Regions from separate parts of the Sus scrofa genome. Here region 1 is linked to region 2. Evidence: chromatin contacts called from public HiChIP or PLAC-seq data. All regions are on one chromosome and are shown on one strand. The core of a region is the stretch at or near the end of the contact, and the rest is flanking DNA. Distances in the headings are between cores, read along the strand shown. Region 1 has its middle 49 kb from the start of RREB1. Region 2 holds the start of RREB1 (ras-responsive element-binding protein 1).

What was found. HiChIP or PLAC-seq counts read pairs in DNA pulled down with a chosen protein or histone mark.
Region 1: a contact with region 2 is called in an H3K27ac HiChIP or PLAC-seq map of alveolar macrophages. The contact joins the enhancer-like site here to the promoter of RREB1 in region 2. A contact is called at or near these places in 2 of 5 promoter capture datasets (fetal liver and liver), 6 of 47 Hi-C or Micro-C datasets (embryonic fibroblasts, liver and skeletal muscle) and 2 of 2 datasets of contacts at active chromatin or transcription factors (alveolar macrophages and skeletal muscle).

The regions. Positions count from the first base shown.
Region 1 is chr7:4,460,200-4,466,943 of Sscrofa11.1, reverse strand. No RefSeq gene overlaps it. Among named protein-coding and RNA genes, the nearest start is that of RREB1, 49 kb to the left of the region's middle. Within about 2 kb of position 2,628, at least 63 of the 83 cell types and tissues checked have an H3K27ac peak or open chromatin away from gene starts, as enhancers often do. A contact at or near this core is called in alveolar macrophages, embryonic fibroblasts, fetal liver and 2 more, where this site is marked.
Region 2 is chr7:4,509,835-4,516,523 of Sscrofa11.1, reverse strand. RREB1 (ras-responsive element-binding protein 1) reads right to left here and starts at 4,238. Exons shown (of 16, transcript XM_005665552.3): 1 at 3,950-4,238.

The DNA of each region.
Region 1 (6,744 bases), core at 1,379-3,878, 48 kb after region 2:
CACCTCTCTGGAAGGGTGATCAACAAGAGTCTGGGTGGCAAACACCGCCAAGCTTTCTCTTTGCACTCTCATCTTTACGATGATTTTTCCCTGGACTTGGTCTGTGTCACCAGCAATGCAAACCTCGAGCCCATCACTTTACTGTTTATGTATTATTTGTTGTCTTTTTAGGGCCGCACCTGTGGCACTTGCAAGTTCCCAGGCTAGGGGCTGAATCGGAACAGCAGCTGCCTGCCCACACCACAGCCATGGCCGCGGGACCGGAGGAGCTTCTGCAACCTACACCCTGGGGAGGTGTAGCCTTAACTCACTGAGCAAGGCCAGGGATCCAACCCACATCCTCATGGATACTAGTCAGGTTCTTAACCCACTATGCCGCAACAGGAACTCCCCAAGCCCATCACTTAAAATCTGCATACTCCCTCCCGAATCACATGCTTGGGGTGTGAGATGCCACTAGGCTCCAGACGGAACTAACTGGGCTGCTCTCACTTCTTCTGCTTTGAGGAGGGCTGGGTTTGGGGCTTTTTTTTTCCATTTGTTTTTTCTTCTCCTTTTAATAAAGGCCTCTTCGTGTTTGTTCCTCAGGCCTGCCCAAATACAAAACTGTCAGCGTCCCCCTGGCCCCTTCCAACCCTGAGACAGCAACTTCGAGCCTTTGTATCCACTAAGTGAGCGTTGGCTAGGAACTCTGCTGAATTTATGGCAACCGGGGCCTGCAGTGGTGGACTCAAACGCTAAGGCAAAAACGTGGATTTAGGTTCTCTGAAATGTACAACAACAAACACGAGCAGGGCAAAACCCCACCTTCTCTCCAGCTTTCCCTTCCCGTCGTGGTTCAGTAATTAGAAAAGTTAATCCACCCCCGAGTGCAACTGCTCGGCCACGCTCACCTAGAGCCCTCACTGCATCATCGCATCCAAGCCAAACTCGGTTACTGAGGCAACTAAGTTTTTCTACCCAAAGGGTCACCGGGAAACACATCCCTCGGGAACCCCTGGTAACCATCCGCCGATAATGCTGGGGAACCACAACAGCAAGAGGCTGGCGCGGCCGCGCGGCCGGCCCTGGGGGAGGGGGTGCGTGGGGGTGCGCAGCGTCCAGTTACATTCCTGACCCACTTTCGCATCCCCTCCCGCCCCCTCCTGCTGCTCCTCCTCCCGGCCGGCCGCGAGGGCACCCGCGCTCGGAGAACCACCCGCGAGCCATCCCCAGGCCGCCGCGGGCGGGGTGCGCCGGGCGCCGGGCTCCGCGGGGGACCGAGGGGGAGGGGGAGGCGACGGAGGAGGCGGGAGCCCGCCCCCGCCCCCACCCCGGCTTCCCCTGCGCGGCCCCTCCCCCGTCACATGGGCTCGCGAGCACCTGTTGGCGACCTCAGCCCCTGGCGGAGCCCCTCCCGCCTCCCGGGCGAAAGCCCCAGCGGGAGGGGATGGGACCCCTGCCCGCGTGTCGCTCTGCACACCCCGCTTCGCCAGGCAGGGCGCGGGGGCCGGTGGGCGACCCCTGCCCAGCTGCTCGGCTTTGCAAACTGCAAAAGCGCCGCGGCCGCGAGGCGACCGGGCGGAGGGGATCCTGCCCCCACCCCAACCCCGCTCCCCCGCCTCCCCCGGGCGGCACGGGGAGGTGGGGTGCGCCCGCCCCCTGCCCGACTCCGCTGGAAACCTGGGCTCCTCGCGGGCGCCGGGAGGGGCTGCTGCCGAGTCCGGGCCGGGGCGGCGGGGGCGAGGGCAGGTAGCGGGTGAGGACGGGCGGGGTGTGTGTTCCGAGCCGCCGAGTCCAGGAAGGGGGCGGGAAGCTGCCGTCTCAGCTGCAACTTCTGAGCGAGCAAAGCAACTCAGCAACTTTGCCTGCGCCGCGCCCCTCCCCCGCGCCGCCGGCCGGGCCGGGGGCTGCGCTGCGCCTGGGGCCCCGGCGCCGGGCCCGGCGGGGAGCGGACCGGGTGCGGGCGAGCGGGCTGGGGCAGGCCGCCCGGGGCGTGGGGGAGGGCTTGGGGGCGCCTCTACGCGCCCCGCGGCTGGGGAGCGCCGCCCGGGTCCCCGCGCCGGGCACGCCCCCCGCCGCCCCCACCGGGCCGGCCGCGCCCGCCGCCCGGCTCCGCGCGGGGAAGGGGGCGGAGGATGGCGGCGGAGCCATGGAAACTGCCGGGTGGATAGAGAAGGAGAGGGCCGCGCGGGCCATCCCGGGCTGCCCGCGTCGCAGCGGCTGCGGATGCGGCGTCCCGGGGAGCGCGGCCGAGCTCGCACAAGTGTCCCTCCGGCCCCGAGGGAGGCCGGCGGTGGAGAGCGGCCCCGGGAGGGGTGGGGGGCGGAGGCGAGGGTGATGGTGACCCGGGCCTCCCGGGGTCAGTGGCCGTTCGTTCCGGTCCCGAGGACCGGCTCGAGGCCCTGCGGGGTCCTGCCAGCCCGAAGGCCAGGGGAAAGCCCCAGATGTGCGTCCAGAGAGCCTTTCAGAGGGGCCAAACCTGCGCATGCGGGGCAGGTGGGGCGCCTGGGCCAGCCTGGGGTGGGACACGCGGGCCCCAAAGCCCTGCGGGCTGACTTGGCCGGGCCCTCGCAGTTATGCACCGGGAGCCTGCCGAGCCCGGCCTTCGGCCGCACCCATTCTCTGGAAGCTGATCTGGGAACCCTGCAACCTCCCCCACCGACACTCACAGACTTCATCTGACTCACTGTGGAGTTACTGATGCTTTACGCCCAAGCCTGTTGCTTGGAAAGTGCTAGGGATTTTAATGGTGGCGTTATGAAATTGAGTCACTTCTGGGTGTGGGGCTCTTGAGAGGCAAAGGGGTTGTTTCAAGTGAAAGTTATACTACCTACTACCGGCGTGGAGCAGGCTGTTAACCGGCTGAATGATTTAATTGCGTGACATCTTCGTTTAAAGAGATTTGCATGCTCACTGAGGACAGCTGGACAGTTAGGCGATGATGTAGACCTGGAACTTACTTTTTTAAAAAGGTGACTTTTTGGTGTTTTGCACCCCAAAACGAGTGACCGGTACAGTGGTCCCTTGTTACCATGGAGATTGGTTCCAGGAACTCCAGGCAGATACCAAAATCCAGGGACGCTGGAGACTCCTATTACATGGTGTAGTGTTGCCATATGGCCTGTGCGCATCTCCCCTGTCCTTTAAATCAGCTCTAGGCTACTTACAACACCCAATGGAACACGAATAAGTGTAAACACATTAACTGCTTTATAGAGAGTTGCTGGCCTTTAGCAAATGAAAGTTTTAAAACTTTCCAGAATCTTTTTCAAATCTTTTTTATTCAAGCTTGGTTGAATCTGCAGGTTACAGGAAGGGCCAACTACGTATTTCTTTCTTTCTTTTTTTTTTTTTTGTCTTTTCTAGGGCCGCACCCGCGGCATATGGAGGTTCCCAGGCTAGGGGTCGAATCGGAGCTGTAGCTGCCGGGCTGCACCACAGCCACAGCAACGCCAGATCCACTCATGTCTGTGACCCACACCACAGCTCAGGGCAACGCCGGATCGTTAACCCACTGAGCAAGGGCAGGGACCGAACCGGCAACCTCATGGTTCCTCGTCGGATTCGTTTCCGCTGCGCCACAATGGGAACTCCTCTTCTCTCTCTTTTTTTTTTTTTTTTTGGCTCTTTAGGGCCACACCTGTGGCACATGGAAGTTCCCAGGCTAGGGGTCAAATCCAAGATGTAGCTGCCTGCCTACACCACAGCCACAGCATCGCCAGATCGGAGCTGAGTCTGCCCCCTATACCGAAGCTCTTGGCAATGCTGGATTGTTAACCCATGGAGCCAGGAGAGGGATCGAACCCGCATCCTCAAGGATACTAGTCGGATTTGTTTCCTCTGCGCCACAACAGGAACTCCCTGTATTTCTTTTTTTAACTTCAAAAGTTCTTTAGGCGTGGTGATGATCATAGGTGATGTTTGAAAAACAGTCCTGCGGTCATACACTACATTTCACTGACTCCAAGATGCGTGTATTTCCCCATCTCTAATGTCTTATTTGATGGCATCCTTGAGCCCTAGTTTAATTGGCAGCGTTTTTCTTAGGGGGACATGAAATAAGGAAGTTGGAGAGATGCTGAGTTAAGTTTATTTCGTTATACCACAAAGACATGCAACACATAGCTTTATAGCAAGGCCTTCCAGAGTGTTCTGTGTGCTAAGGTGGTTGCGAATCACCAAGACTAGGTTATGCAGACTTGCCTAAAGGCATCTGTCCAGTCCGGCTTTGTGAGCATTGTGACGGAATTACCACCGTTCCTTTCAGGAACTGCTGCTCTAAGAGTTGTCCCGGATTTGAATACAGTGGAGGGAAATGCACTTCGAAATTGTGCCTGAGTAGAATCAGGAATCTTCAAATGATAAGCTGAATTTAGTTGTCACGACGAAAAAGAGCCCGTTTGAGGAAATAAATCTTTGTAGGCAGAACAGTTCTCATTCAGCTGTAGTAGAAACTGAATCAGGGCCATCTTTAGGGAACTAATTCAGTGAACATTTAATTCATCAGAAAATTCATGTATCTGAACATACAGTTGCTGTTACACTACTTCCTGCATTTTTCTGATTTGTAGACGTTAACAAAAATGCGTTATTTAAATTAGACTGGCACGAAGCTACTAATCAATTTCTCCAAAAAATTCCCCCCCCAAATCATTATGGAAAAAAATTAAAAATAGTGGTGAATACACGAAAGTATACTTTTAATTGTTTTACAAAAGAAGACAAGGGGTCCTGTTATGGCTCAGTGGGTTAGGAACCTGACTAGTATCCATGAGGACACGGGTTTGATTCCTGGCCTCCCTCAGTGGCTTAAGGATCTGGTGTAAGCCGGCAGCTGCAGCCACGATTCGACCCCTAGCCTGGGAACTTCTATATGCTGCAGATTCTGCCCTAAAAACCGAAAAAAAGAAGAAAGAAAGAGGCATTTAAAAATTTCTCAAGAAATGAAACAGCATAATAAGAAAGAAAAAAATGCGTCATTCAATCCCTTAGCAAAGCTTAAAGGCAGGGTCAGATTTCACAAGTGAATATTCTATTGGAATGTTTCAAATAAAATAATAACATTTAACATCTTTTAGTAGGTAACATAACAGGTGTGTTTTCACATCTTAGCCCATTTCCCCACATAGTGGCCCTGCAGTGTCGATGGAGCAGTCACTCACCGTCAGATGGCACACCCAACCACTCAGTCACCTGACACTCGTGGCTCAAGTACCTGCCACGCTCCAGGCACTAGGCTTTGATGGTAGATGAACAGAGAAATTCCTGCTCTGCGGAAGTCAGCATCTGGTCGGAGAGATGGCAAAGTAAATGATTGTAATTCTGTCTGGCATTGAGGCTTGGGAAGCTTAACGACTCCCTTGCGACCAGAGTCGGGATTTGCGGGGTCCGAAGGTTTCCAGCACCCTCATCTCTCCTGTAAGGGATATGCTCTCATCTTTGTCAGAACCTCATGGAAACAGGGTATTCGAAACAAATTAACATAAAATTGAATGTCTTGAGGAGTTCCCGTTGTGGCTCAGTGGTTAAGGCCCCGACTAGGATCCATGAGGATGCAGTTTTTCCGATCCCTGGCCTTGCTCAGTGGGTTGAAGATCGGCCTTGCTGTGAGCTGTGGGGTAGGTGGCAGATCCTGCGTGGCTGTGGCTGTGGTGTAGGCTGGCAGCTACAGATCTGATTTGACCCCTAGCCTGGGAACCTCCATATGCCGCAGGTGCGGCCCTAAAAAGACCAAAAATAGGAGTGGGGAGGGTAAAAAGACTAGAATGAGGGGGGGTTGGTCAGGGAACGAGGGGGTGGGGGTGGGCGCAGGTGGATGGTGCTGGGCTGGTGCAGGCAGCAGCTACAGCTGATAGACCTAGCTGGAACCTCCATATGCCGCGGGAGCGGCCCAAAAATGCAAAAAGACAAAAAAAAAAAAAAAAAAAAAAAAAAAAAGACCAAAAATAAATAAAGTAAAATAAAAGGTGTTGAAGGGTCGAGGAAGAAAGAAATGTAGATTCCTCAGGCTAACCCACTTTTTCAACAGGCTTAGAAACTGAGACATGGAGAAGAAAATGGATTTGCTCTAGGTTATACAGCTATGTAATGACCGAATTAAGATTAGAATCAAGGTGGAGTTCCGGACAGGGCTCAGCGGAAACGAATCGACTCGGGTCCATGAGGATGCAGTTTCAATCCCTGGCCTCGCTCAGTGGGTTAAGGATCCGGCGTTGCTGTGAGCTGTGGTGTACATTGCAGATGCGGCTTGGATCTGGCAGTGCTGTGGCTGTGGTGTAGGCCGGCAGCTGCAGCTCCAATTAGACCCGTAGCCTGGGAACCTCCATGTGCTGTGGGTGTGGCCCTAAAAAGGGCAAAAAAAGATTAGAATCAAGGTCACCTGCCTCCCAGCTCTTTGCCCCATAAGGGGCTGCCCTACAGGAAGAGGTCAAACGCGTTCTCTACTGTCCAACAGTGTGGGCCCATCTCAGTAAAGCCTGGGGTGATTGGTGAATTTGTGATAAAATGTTCCATGACTAAGCACTTATTTAAAGAAATATTTCTAAGAGGAACTGTAAGGGGATTTCAGCTCTGTGAGTTCCTTAAAAACAGCCACTATCCTTAAAAGTTGAAGATGTATTTGATAAAGAGTAAATATGGGACATTTGGGGAAATTTGAACACTGCCTACGTATTAGAGAATATTAAGGAATTCTTGTTACAGGCTTAACCCTGAGTGGATTTCAAAAAAGGAGTTCTTGTCTCTTAGGCATATGTTGTGAAA
Region 2 (6,689 bases), core at 2,989-5,488:
GCCTCACTCAGTGAGTTAAGGATCTGGTGTTGCCGTGAGCTGGGATGTAGGTCACAGACGTGGCTCGGATCCCTCATTGCTGTGGCTATGGCGTAGGCTGGCAGCTATAGCTCCGATTGGACCCTTAGCCTGGGAATTCCATATACCACAGGTGTGGCCCTAAAAAGCAAAAAAAAAAAAAAAAAAAAAAAAAAAACACAACAGAAGAGAGGTTATTTCAATATGATAACAAAAACAAAACAAACTTAACATCCTGTTTTCCTAGGTCAAAGGCCATGGAAGATTCAGAAATTAATTAAATCTAGTTAAACAATGTAAAACAGGAGAGACTCCCTTTCAAAAATGCTTTGGTTAATTTTAGCATCCTTCTGTTTAGCTGCTTAGCAACCCTTATCCTATGACCTTTTAAGCACCACCTACTTTTCAGAAGGATAATGAATAGAAGCATCAAAAGCGTGCACCTCTGACTATGTCCAGCGAGCACGTTTAACCAATTTTTGTAGGACTTAAATTTATATTAATTACGTCACATAAAACCTCCAAAGGGTGGAATTTTTCTTCATTAACCAGAACACTTCCTTTGCTGAAAAAGGGTACATGATGTTAACAACGGAGCATAAGACAGGCAGCAAAAAAAGTTCCAAACTGATCTCAGGAAGTGGACCAGCACAGCAGTTCAAAACTGAGGAGGAGAAATGCAAGCCACAAAATGGCAACTATCTAAGAGGGCCGGGGACAGACAACTGGTAACCAATCAACAACTGTTGTTGGGATGCAGCCTAAGCAGCTTTGCTGTCCTCCTCCCACATTCTGTACCTATGCTGGCTGCAAATGAGACATCAGGAGGCTGCCTGAAAAAATCGGTAATAAAAGACCCTTCCATCAAAAGGTCATTGTTTGATGACGTCAATAGTTAGGAATGGATGCACCACCTGTGCCGGCTGAGTCAGACCCACCTTCCCCACCACACAACAAACACCTGTCTGCCATGAGGGCTGAGGCTCTGAATTTCTCAAGAGACAGAAAACGGCATCGAGAAAAACCCAGAGAATGCTATGCCACAAAGCTGTGAATGGCAGCAGCATTTCTCGACAGTCTCACATAACCAGCAAATCTGAACATCCTAACAAACACACAACCTGTTGAGCACTATTTTTAAGAATGATAAAACAGGGCAAGTTCATTAACAACCTAAAATGGACCACAAGGTAAACAATAACTAAATCAAAGGGCTCTCCCTTTCTTTTGTAAAAGGGGTTGGGGGGGGGTGGGAAGGAAGGTGTTTTTTTCACACATTTTAAAACTTGATAAAAGCCATTCAAATGTTTAATTCATCAGTGTAACCAAAGCTCAAAACACATCAAAGCAGGATCCATCACCGGGTACCCAGGAGCTCCCTCCAAAGGGCAAAGGTAAAAGAAAAGAAAAGAAAAAAAAAAAAAAAAACAAACACTAAAATTAGTGATTCACCTTTGCATAAATTACTTTAAGAATAATTTGAACCCATTCCTTCAAAAGTTCTGTGTGACTCTTGAAGAAAGAAAATACCTAAACGTTTAAAAACAAGAAAGCAAGAGAGAAAAAGAGAAGTTTCAGCCTCTAACTTAAGACTTCCGGGTTACATTACGTCTTAGAACCATACCTGCCTAACTCGAAAAGCATTAGATCTAGAGGATGCTTTTAAGGGCGATGAGGAGAAGAAGGAAAAACCCCCGAAAAACTCAGAAACAAAACAAAAACCATTCTTTTCTTTGCAGTTCCCTTTTCTCCACTTTCCACATCAATTAAACTTATTTCAGAATACACTCGCACGCAGGCACAGACCCCACTGAATATCTAAAACGACCTCAAAAATACGGGATGCACATTAACAGCTCAGACTTTGCAGAAATCATCTCAAGTCTTCCTCTTCAAGACAGAAATACCGCGCTATTTCCAGCATCCCTATCAAACAGGCAAACTTTATTTTCCCTGGCTTTTACATCTAAACTCTACCACAAGAAGGAAGGGGAATTTTTCTGCTGATGAAAACCCTGGGACAGGTTTCTCAGCATACCCCGAAAGTATATTTTTTTATTCACCCTTCTGTCTCTCTCCGCCACCATTAACCCCCCGAAAGAAGCCGAAAACACGCCAAAGTGCCCCGAATGTGTGCTGCTGCTGGCTCTGAAGCCGTGTAGAATTTCGTAATGGAATGTGAACTGCTCGTCCGGATCTGGGCTCACGTTCTATCTTCTAACCAGTAAGGAGCGAGGGAGGGCAAAATCTGCTGAGCAAGGAGAAATACTTTCCTCCTCTTTTATAACCCATCACGGATGCACCGCGGACGCTGGACGCGAGCTGCACGCGGCGCCTGTCAACCCGCCCGTCCTCCGGCCGGTCCCCGCGCCCCTCCTCGCCCCCCCCACCCGACCCCGCCGGAAAAAGAAGTGGCCCCGCCGAGAAGAGGGCTCGGCCGCCGCGCCCCGCACTCACGCGCCTCCCGGGCCCCGCGGGCGGCGGGGAGCGAGTCCCCACATCCTGGACGCGACCCTCGGTCCCGTCCAGAAAACACGCCGCTTCCAGGGAGGGGGCCGGCGACGGGAAGGACCTCCCCTGCTCCTTAGCAACCATTAAGGTCGCAGTTTCCTAAGAGACCGCGAGCAAGGAGGGGGCGCGGGGGGCCGGGCCGAGACCGGGGTTGGGGGGGGCGCACGGGGTCCCCAGCCCTCGACACTGCCGCCCCCCGCCCCTGCTCGGCGCTGCCGGCCGGGATGGGAGGAGGCAGGGAAGCCCCACAACTTGCGAAAAATTGGTCCAGCGGGCGGCGGACAAAAGTTTCCGAGCGCGCTCCACAGCTGGGCGGCGAAGCGGGCCCCGGCGGCCGGCCCCGCCTCGGATGCTCCCGGCCTCCTTCCTGTGCTCGTGACGGCGCCGGGCGCCGAGGTCCCCCCCCCCCTCCCGCGATGCAGGCTCCGCTCCACACCGATAGCTCCCACGAAAACACGTACACCGTCAACGGAAGGGCAAGGAAACAATACGCGCGGACGCGGCCCCCGCCCCGGCCCCTCCTCGCCCGGTCACCCGGGGGCGGTGGTCGGCGTGACCACCAGCCACGAGCTGGGAACGGCCAGGGCGCAGGGCTGCCCGCGGCCCCCCTCCGGGCCGGCGCCGTCCGCCGGGGAGGATCAAAGTCCGCAGAGCAGGGCGCGGCGGATGCTCCCACCGCGCGGCCCCTGCGAGCACCCCCGAGCCAGCACCCCAGGCGGGCACCCCGAGCGGGCACCCCCGGATACCTTGCGGCGGCGGGCGGGCGCCGTCATCTCCGTGCTCCTCGGCCCGAGAGGGACTCGAAAGTATGTAGGAGAAAAGTTTCCCCTCCCACATGGGGGGGAGGATGTCGGGGGAGAGAGGGCGGAAGATGGAGAGCAGCGCTGGGAAGATGTTTCTGGCCCGCGGTGCGCGCACCATCCGAGTCCCGGCGGTGCTGGTTAAAAATAAATTGCTCGGCGGGCGCGGCGGCGCGGGTCGGGCCGGATTCCTGCGCTCGGACGGCTAATATGGATGCGCATCAGATCCTGGCGGCGCGGCGCAGCGGCAGCCCAGGCTGCTCGCTCTGGGAGCTGGTTGGCAGAGCCGGCAGCTCGGGAAGGGGAAAAGGAGCGGAGGAAGGGGAGGAGGAGGAGGAGGAGGGGGAGGAGGAGGAGGAGGAGCGGCCCGGCGCGCAGCCCGAGGGGAGAGGGCTGCCCAGCTCATCCCGGGCCGGCCCCACTGTCCCGAGCGCACGTAGCGCGGCGTGGGGCGCTCGGGTCCACGGCTCCGGGAAACGCTGAGTTTAAAAAGTACAACGCGCACTGCAGACTTCACCCTCCCCATCCCCAAAAGTTCTTTAAAAGGTCGCTCCCGCTCAGCCCCAGACATCTCGCTGCCACCCAAGGACCGCGAGCCCGAACCCGGGGCGCGTACTCACGGCGGGGCAGGGCGCTTGGCTCCCAGGCATGATGCAGTAGGGACCGGTGGGCTTCGGGGAGAGAACGAGGAGAGATGCAAACTTGTTCCGGAAAAGGAATCAAAATGGCGTTTCTGGATGTGCAAAGTTCATCAACTCCGCAGTCACTTCCCCTCCTCCTCTTCTCCCACAGGGAGGGAGGTGGGCGACGAGCTGGCGACCCCGGCGCCCCAGTCGTCGTCCCGGCCCCCGCCTCGGCCCCCCGCCCCGCTTCCTCGCCCGCACGCTCGGAGACTCGCTCTCCCCCTCTCACCCTGATAAGTAGACACATCACGTGTTGCTCCTGCGAGTCTCCTGGGGACGTGTTACAGAGCGGCGGCGGCCGCGGCGGCGGCGTTCGGCCTGGGGGTGGGGGGGGACCGCGGTACCCGCCGGTCCCCACCGCAGCCCCCGCCCCGATTTTAGCCGGATGACCGCCGTTTCCATCCCGGGATGGATGGAGGTGCAGTCCCCCACCCCACCCCCACCGCAGCCCCAGGTTTGCCCCACGCCCTCCGCAGGCGCCCCGGGCCAGGGAGGGCCGAGCCGCCGGGGGGTGGGGGGGAGGTCTCGGCGGCCACAGCTGAGCGGGATCCCGACCCGCCCAGCGACCGCCCGCCTGCTACGGTCTTGGACCACCGCGCCCCCCTCCCCTCTAGGCCCTCACTGCGGGCGACTCTCCGCCCCCCGGCTTTCCATCACTTTACTTCGTGGCTGTTTCACTATTTTAACCAAGGAGGGGGAAAGGCAGTGGTGCCTGGGAGGCGCGGAAGGGGCGCCTCGGAGGCCGGGAGGGGGTGCATTGGGGGTGGGGGGGTCCTGGCCGGGCGCCGCCCCTCTTCCTCTCGGAAGCCGATGGGTCGGTGATCCCCACCCGCGCGGTTCCCGCTCCACGCGGTCCTGGCCCTGCATCCAGGTGGGACGAGTAGATTGATGGGGCAGCAGATTAAGGAACTGGCGCTTCACCCCGCCCCCAACTTCGGGCCGTTTCTCTCCCGGGGCCCGGTCCTTCTAGCTCTGGGGCTGCTGCCCGGGGAAGCGTGTTCTCAGTACAGCAAATTCAGTACTCGCTCGGCTTTTGTCACCTTCCCGTCCCCACACTCCACAAGTGATGCTTAAGCGGAGGCTACGTTGCCCCCAAGGGGCCGCCACTGTGTCCCCACCCCACAATGGCAGGGCTGATGCTGTGTCATCCACGTCGCCCTCCGGGGCATCAGGGAAGCCACATGCAATATCTCTTTCTCTCAGAGGGCTCCTGTTTCAACTCTGAAAAGCAGGGGCCCTCCTCCGAGCTGCTCTCCATCTCCGCGGCTCCAGCCACCACGCTGAGCCCTGGCCGGGGCGGCCCAAGTTATCACCGAGCGCAGAGACACCAGGCCTGGGCTGTGCTTCCTCCATAAAGCAGCTGACATGTTTCCAACTGTTAATACTTTTCCTACCGAGCTTCTGAAAGGGGCCTGTTGTCAGCCTTTGGAACATCTTCTGACAGATAAGGGTGACTGTGGTTGTGCAAAACAAACGCCACACACTCCCCAAATTCTAAAGATGACTCTCAGCTCTGGCGGAGAAGACTGCTGCGGCAAGAGGCGTTTGAGACTTGTTAAACAGGACGGTGTTATACATACAGAGAGCTGGCTACTATCTATTTACTGTGACCTTTGACCCTGTTCCACGCCAGCTCCTCTGAATGCACTTGCACACCATACACAATTGTAAGCCCAATCACGGGCCTTTAATTTGCAGCACTCAGTGGAACTCTGGTTTTCAGGGCTGCAGACAGAAGTGTCTACCTAGGAATGGTCTGAATGGATGGGTTCTGGCCAAGAAAGAACTCTCTAGAACCACGCAAAAGCAGTTTGGACCCTTACCTCCTGACTTGAGATAATCAGCTGTGCAAGAGGGAACGGATTCAGCTGGCTGTGTCTCTGACGTCCAGAGTCATCAAAATGAAGTTTTCAGAACCTGTTGTGTTTCCCAGGGTCTGCTGTTTACTGAGGAAAACCCAACCCAGAGAAACTTCAGCAGTTGCATTTTTCTGAGCCTCCCCCCGGCCCCCACCCCACGGCCCTATTCAGGAGTCACCTTTCCTGGTCTCCCCGTTCCGTGGTAGGTTTTGAGTAGGAACCGTAGCAAAGTTGGGATTTTGCTGGTAATTTAGTTTATTCCATAAGATACATTTGAACCTGCAAATGTCCATGGATTTTCAGGAAAAAATCCCCTTTATAATGTCACCTTGTCATACTGGCAACTGAAAAGAGAGAAGATAGTCTAAAGTAACTTTGGAAAGTTGAATTCTGGAAGTTCCCGCTGCGGCTCAGCAGGTTACACACCTGACTAGTATCCATGAGGGTGCAGGTTTGATTCCTGGCCTCGCTCAGTGGGTTAAAGACCCAGTGTTGCCATGAGCTGTGGCGGAGGTCACAGACTTGGCTTGGATCCCATGTTGCTGTGGCTGTGGCAGAGGCTGCAGCTGATTTGACCCCTAGCCTGGGAACTTCCATATGCTGCAGGTGTGGCCCCAAGAGGCAAAAAAAAAAAAAAAAAATCTAATGATACTGAGCTCTCTGTTCAACTTCTCTAGCTCATTCATAAACTTGGAAGTCAAATGGCCCATCCAAAGGTCTGTTCATATTATGTATAAATATCATTGATCCAACAAATATCTATTGAACATCTAATAGGTAAAAAGACACATGCTATTAAAACCACAATGAGATGCCAC